Linked DNA regions of Sus scrofa: region 2 is linked to region 1. The links are chromatin contacts, called in public promoter capture Hi-C maps. All regions are on one chromosome and are shown on one strand. The core of a region is the stretch at or near the end of the contact, and the rest is flanking DNA. Distances in the headings are between cores, read along the strand shown. Region 1 overlaps JMJD1C (probable JmjC domain-containing histone demethylation protein 2C). Region 2 holds the start of JMJD1C (probable JmjC domain-containing histone demethylation protein 2C).

Evidence for each region. Promoter capture Hi-C pulls out the DNA fragments that hold promoters and counts their contacts.
Region 2: a contact with region 1 is called in a promoter capture Hi-C map of liver, with 4 times the contacts expected there. The contact joins the promoter of JMJD1C here to the enhancer-like site in region 1. A contact is called at or near these places in 2 of 5 promoter capture datasets (fetal liver and liver), 8 of 47 Hi-C or Micro-C datasets (alveolar macrophages, embryonic fibroblasts, fetal heart ventricle and 3 more) and 2 of 2 datasets of contacts at active chromatin or transcription factors (alveolar macrophages and skeletal muscle).

What each region holds. Positions count from the first base shown.
Region 1 is chr14:66,680,698-66,684,010 of Sscrofa11.1, reverse strand. JMJD1C (probable JmjC domain-containing histone demethylation protein 2C) reads left to right here. Exons shown (of 26, transcript XM_021073644.1): 6 at 180-323; 7 at 421-607; 8 at 715-2,396. Among named protein-coding and RNA genes, the nearest start is that of NRBF2, 92 kb to the right of the region's middle. Within about 2 kb of position 2,045, at least 9 of the 83 cell types and tissues checked have an H3K27ac peak or open chromatin away from gene starts, as enhancers often do. A contact at or near this core is called in alveolar macrophages and liver, where this site is marked.
Region 2 is chr14:66,965,594-66,968,797 of Sscrofa11.1, reverse strand. It overlaps JMJD1C (probable JmjC domain-containing histone demethylation protein 2C), which reads left to right and starts at 1,887. Exons shown (of 26, transcript XM_021073644.1): 1 at 1,887-2,056. REEP3 (receptor expression-enhancing protein 3) reads right to left here and starts at 2,730. Exons shown (of 8, transcript XM_001925659.6): 1 at 2,213-2,730. The coding sequence starts at 2,244.

The DNA of each region.
Region 1 (3,313 bases), core at 796-3,295:
AAGGTAACTTTGTCTTTAATGATTAGGGTTGGTTTATTATAAGTCTGACAGTGTCTTATGCATTAAGGATCCAAAACTGATTTCTAAACAATTCTACTTACTAAGGAAATTATACCTAAATATCACATTGGCTAGCTGACTGGATTTAATTTTTGTTCTTGTTTTGTGTCATGGATTAGGTTCTAGAACCACAGAATGTCGATCCTTCTATGGTTCAAATGACCTTTCTAGATGATGTTGTTCACTCTTTGTTAAAAGGTGAAAATATTGGCATTACGTCACGGCGAAGATCTCGTGCCAGTCAAAGTAGCAACACTGTTCACGTATGTATATTGTTAGTGATGAATTACTGTAAAATATTTTCTCCTAAATTATGTGGACTATGGTAGTAAATAATCATTGTTATTTGGTTATTTTTAGGGTCATTATACACGTGCCCAAGCAAATAGTCCCAGACCAGCAATGAACTCCCAAGCTGCTGTACCAAAACAGAATTCACACCAGCAACAAAGAAATATTCGTCCAAATAAGAGGAAGGGCTCAGATAGTAGTATACCAGATGAAGAGAAGATGAAGGAAGAAAAATATGATTATATAGCACGAGGAGGTAGGAATCACTTTTTTGAGGAATAAGAACAAATAAAACAACATTTAAAATATACTAATTTAATATTGATACAAAAAATAAAATTGTTCTTTTTTTAAATCTTATAGAAAATCCTAAAGGTAAAAATAAACAGGTGATGAACAAAAGAAGGAAACCTGAGGAGGATGAAAAGAAACTAAATATGAAAAGACTACGAACTGACAATGTTTCAGACTTTTCTGAGAGCAGTGACTCAGAAAATTCAAATAAAAGAATAATAAATAATTCCTCAGAGCATAAGCCAGAGAATGAATTGAAAAATAAAAACACTTCAAGGATAAATGGAGAAGAAGGAAAATCCCAGAATAATGAGAAGGCAGGAGAAGAGACGCTAATAGATAGTCAGCCTTCCTGGGATCAAATACAGGAAGATAAAAAACATGAAGAAACAGAAAAACAGAAGTCTCTTGACTCTCAGCTTCAAGAAAAAACGGTTATCCATTCATCCGAACAGGCCACACTTTCTGATCATAATTCTAATGATTTACTTCTACAGGAATGCAATATGGAAAAAACACATACAGTGGAATTATTACCAAAGGAGAAATTTGTATCCAAACCACCCACACCAAAATGTGTTATTGATATTACGAATGACACTAATACAGAAAAGGTGGCTCAGGAAAGCTCAAATACCTTTGGCCTTCAGACACTTCAGAAAGTGGATCCTATCATTAGTGATTCAAAACATTCAAGTGCAAATACAAAATACTTGGAAATAACAAACCAAGATTCTGACCAGAGCTGGGTCGGTGATGTAGTTAAAGTAGATTTAACCCAATCAAATGTTAGGAATGCTCCAGGGAATGATAACTTGAATATGGAAAAAGAGAAAAATCAGTATGTCTCTTATATATCTTCTCTAAGTGCAGTTTCTGTCACAGAAGATAAACTGCATAAGCGAAGTCCACCCCCAGAAACTATAAAATCTAAAGTTAATACTTCAGTAGATGGTCACAAGACAAAGTCTAATCCCTCACCTGAAATTGTTAAACCTAAAATTAACCATTCTCCTGATTCTGTAAAGTCTAAGGCCACTCATGTGAATAGCCAAACTGCTGGTGAAAGAAGACTGGCAAATAAGATAGAACATGAGTTATCAAGGTGCAGTTTTCATCCAGTTCCTACTCGAGGCAGTACATTAGAAACTACAAAAAGCCCTCTTATCATTGATAAAAATGAGCATTTCACAGTTTACAGAGATCCTGCACTTATTGGGTCAGAAACAGGAGCTAATCACATCTCACCTTTCTTAAGCCAACATCCTTTTCCTCTTCATTCTTCATCCCATAGGGCATGTTTAAATCCAGGTAGCCATCACCCTGCCTTAACCCCTGCACCCCATTTACTGGCTGGATCATCCAGTCAGACTCCATTACCTGCCATTAACACTCACCCTCTGACTAGTGGTCCACACCATTCTGTTCATCACCCTCATTTACTTCCTACTGTGTTACCTGGAGTGCCTCCTGCCTCCCTGCTTGGTGGCCACCCCCGACTAGAGACTGCTCATGCCAGCAGCCTGAGCCACTTAGCACTAGCACACCAGCAACAACAGCAGTTGTTACAGCACCAGTCACCTCATCTTCTTGGACAAGCTCATCCTTCTGCTTCATATAATCAGCTTGGACTTTATCCAATTATTTGGCAATACCCAAATGGAACACATGCATACTCAGGACTTGGTCTGCCTTCTTCTAAGTGGGTTCACCCAGAAAATACCGTTAATGCCGAATCTTCATTAAGGAGGGTAAGTTAAGCTGTGGTTTACCACATCTTATCTTTATTAGTCAACATTATGTACAAGTGCTTTTTTTCAAAATCTTTTAGATTTCTTACTATAAAATAGGTTAGAATTTCTGCAATAGATGTTTTTTTTCTTGGCCGCCTGCCCATGTCATGTGGAATTTCCTGTGCCAGAGATCAAACCCACACAGTGACCTGAGCCATTGCAGTGACAGCTCCAAAACCTTAACCTACTGTGTCGCAAGGGAACCCCACCTATTTTTTAAAAAGCCACTGTAAAGAAATAAACTTATTTCTAATATACCTGTTATGAAGAATGAATATCTTCATATAATTATGGTACATATCCCGTAATTATTTTGCTCAGGTAAATTCCTAGAAGTGAAACTTCTGTATATAAAATTTATATAAAATTTTAAGGCTTTTGATATGTATTACCAAGTTATTCCTAAAAGACAAATTGTTTCATTTTGCAGCTGGATACATTATATTGATGTATATGATAAGCTATGACTCTAAGTCCCCTGTCTCTTCAGAGTGTTAGAAATTCCTGATATTTGGGAGTGAGATTGGGGCTGAGGTTTTGTCTCTAACAGAGTATTAATAAAGGTGGTGGTATAGGGCTTTTATTCCTTTATGGCCTGTGTGGTTTTTCTAGCCAAATTATTTTTCATAGTAAGAAATGGTTGTTGAGGGCATGACCAACCACAGTATAAAAATGGAAGAAATGGCTTGTCAGTGTTAAACTCTAGGAGACAACCTAATCCTTAATGCTTGGTGCTAATTTTGGAATCTTTTAAAACACATTTAATTGGGAGTTCCTGTTGTGGCTCAGCCAGTTATAAACCCAACTAGTATCTGTGAGGATGCAGGTTCAATCTCTGGCCTCACTCAGTGGGTTAAGGATCTGGCATTGCTGTG
Region 2 (3,204 bases), core at 638-3,137, 280 kb before region 1:
TGGCTTGTAAAATAGATTTCCTGACACTTGATAAATACATTTCTATGAACTTTTCTCCTTATTTTGTTCCCTTTCCTTTGTTTTCAACTCTGTAGATGGTAGCACTGCAGGCTTGAACCCCCTTTTCCTAGTTAGGGAGCCCTTTTACTGCTCCAGTCTTCAGAGTCTCCATTTACAAACATCTCACACAAAGGAGAGAGTCTACCAAAGCAAAGTCACTGCTGCCTAATAATATCACTTCTTCCTGAAATTCCCTGAAAGCAGGCCAAGCCTACCTTTCCCGCTTCCTCTCTCCCCAGTCCCTCAAGTCTTCAGTAACTAATCTGGGCTTTCCCTCCTCTGTGCTTTGGCTCGAAGTGATCCCTTTATCTGGAATCGTCTCCTTTTGCATCTTTGGCTTGTCTAAATTCGGTCTGTCCTTTAAGGCCCATCTCAAATGTAATCTTGCTTTTTCTGATTCTCCAACCAGATAGAATCCCTTCCTTGCCTAAACACTATAGCACTGAGTGTAACTCTTAGAACACTTGACCTGTTCTGCAGATAGCAGTGTATTTGAACTGTCAGTTCCGTGAAGATCAATTATGTGTTATTAAACTTTGTGTTTACAGAGAGCATCTAGAAAAGACATTAATACTCATAGCCGGTGATCAAAACCAAAAATCTGATTTTGAGTAATGCAAATTAAAAGTGCTTCACAATCTTTTCTAACTATAAATTAAAGAACTGGATTAAAAAAAAAACAAAACAGAGAATTAAAAAAAAAAAAATAGTACAGCCTCTTAATAGGACACTTGATTTTCCAGGCACAGAAGTAAGAACTGATAGACATCTAGTAGGCCAGGAAAGGTATTCCTGTATTATGAAAATTAATATTCAAAGGCCCCAAAAGGCAAAAATAAATAAATCAAAATCTGAAAACATCTGTGGTATGCTTTTATTTCTTGATCTTCAGTTTTATACAAATGAACACAGGACGTTCTGGAGATTTAAAACTAGAAACTGTACCAAAGAAGAACAAACTGCATTAATACAATCAAATGACACATTTTGAATGCTATCATAAATCAGGGTGAGCAGGACTACTAAGCAATTGATTCACTCTCAAACAAAATAAAACCAAACAAACAGAAAAATTAGCTCCTCCCCACTGAGAAACAAAACAAAACAAAAAATCTGGTAACTTTTTTTCCCCCACATTACAAAGCTAATCAGAGAAGCCTGCCACCTCATAAAAACATTTCATAAAAGTACCGAGATTATATTACTCCTACAGAGATCATGAATAATGAACCCACAAGTCCCTGGCTGTAACTACGTCACTGTTGACTTAGTGACTTTTGTTTTTGAGAAGGGGGTTAAGCTGGGAAGAATGGGAGGAAACCAGTTTAAACTGTAGGCCAACTGGTACCTTTAGAGTAAACACCACAACTCAACTAATTTTTTTCCTTATGGGCCTGCAGCACTTGGTAAGAGCACAATGAACTGATAATTTGAACAAAGGCAACAGGCACCTGCAGCCTCTCAATCCCTTTACAAATATTTCCTCCAAGACAGGGCCAAATTCTGGGATCTGGGCGAGCAGGCGGGTGCCATCATTCAGTAACGAGCTCCTTTCTCGATAAGCTGTAAATCTTGGGTCAACTAGGACCCTTCCAGGGATCTGAAATGGGAGCGGTCGAGGGGTTTTAGACAAATCTCTCCTCCTACCACACGTGACCGAATGGCAATCAGCCGCCCAGAGAACCCCGCACCGCACCAGCCGCAGGATACAAAGGATCCGCGCTGCCACGGCATCCTCAGCAGGATCCCAGAGCCTCCCGCGCTCAGCTTCTGCGGAGCCTGCGCAGGGCGCCGCCGCGAGGCGCGCCGCTCCCGGGCCCGCAGGGCGGTGCCGCGCAGCGCGGGGAGCGGGAGCAGGGAGCGCGCGCCGCCTGCCCTGCGCGCCTGCCCACCCAGCGCCGCGGGAGCAGGGCCGACAAGCCGCACGCAGTTGGGCCGCGCAGCAGCCGCCGGGCCCTCGTCCGACGCAGGGAGCCCCGCAGCGACGTGGACTAGGGTGAGGAGGTTGAGGGCGCCCAGTTCCCGGGCAGGCCCGAGGTCGGGCCAGCCCACCCTGCCCAGACCCGGGCTTTCCCTTCTCCTGGCCCCTGTCCCACCCCACCCCCACCCCGGGCCTCGCGGAGAGGTGAGGGGCGCCGTGAGCGGAACTTACACCACGGCTCTGGAGATCATCCAGGACACCATCTTCCCAGGGGCTTGGACCCCACCGGGGAGGGTGGGTGGGCGCCGAGCGTGACGGACCAGGCCGTCAACGGTAGGCCGCGCGCTCGCCGGCTCCTCGCGCTCCCCGGGGCCGCGCTGGCGCCCTCGGGAGCCGGGCCCGGTGTCTGCGCGCGGCGGCCGGAGCTGCGCGGCGGTCGATCCCCCGCCCGTCCCCGCCTGCCGGAGGAGCCGTCGCCGAGCCAGCGGGCCCCGCCCCTGCGCTCCGCTGATAGGCGGCGGCCGCGGCGCGTTGGCCGAGGCCCGGTCTGGGCGGCCGGGCTCCGGGGGTTGAGCTGGCGGGACCCCTAGCCGCACCCGAAGGCCTCGTGGCCGGGATCCCTGCACTCTCACCTCCCACTTCCTGCTTTTAGTATCCCTGGGACGCCTACCTGGCGTAGAGGAGAGGGGAGGTGGTGGGAGGCTGAGGAAGGGGATTGTCAGTGCCTGAGTGAAAAACAAAATAGTGGCAGGAACTCTGTCCAGTAGAATCCTCTGGACCAGGCCCTAGGTTCTGGAGAGGAGCGATTTTGAGATGTTTCGCTATATCCGGTGTTCTTACTGTTGTCCTAGGCCTGGGGCATCCTCGAAGTACCGCTTTTTAAGGCAAACATCTAGAGGCTCTGTGCACAGGCTTCTGTGTGTACCAGGAGTCTTCTGGTGCGTGGTGTAATGCAGGCAGGGGTAGAAGGAGCAAGCATTGGATTTCAAGTTTGCAGTAGTAGGTGTACTGGTATCGCTGTTCTGGGCCTCTTAGGGCACCTTTCCATTACAGCATCTGCAAAGCCTGTTTTACAGATACTCCTCTGATCTGCCAGATAGACAAAGTAAAATTTGGGCCTAGAATTCCTGACCTGTTCTGCGATTTACACCTATTTTTTGGTAGGTTGAATTACTGCTTACACCTAACAGTTCTTGGAGGTGTCATAATTTGAAGAGATGGAA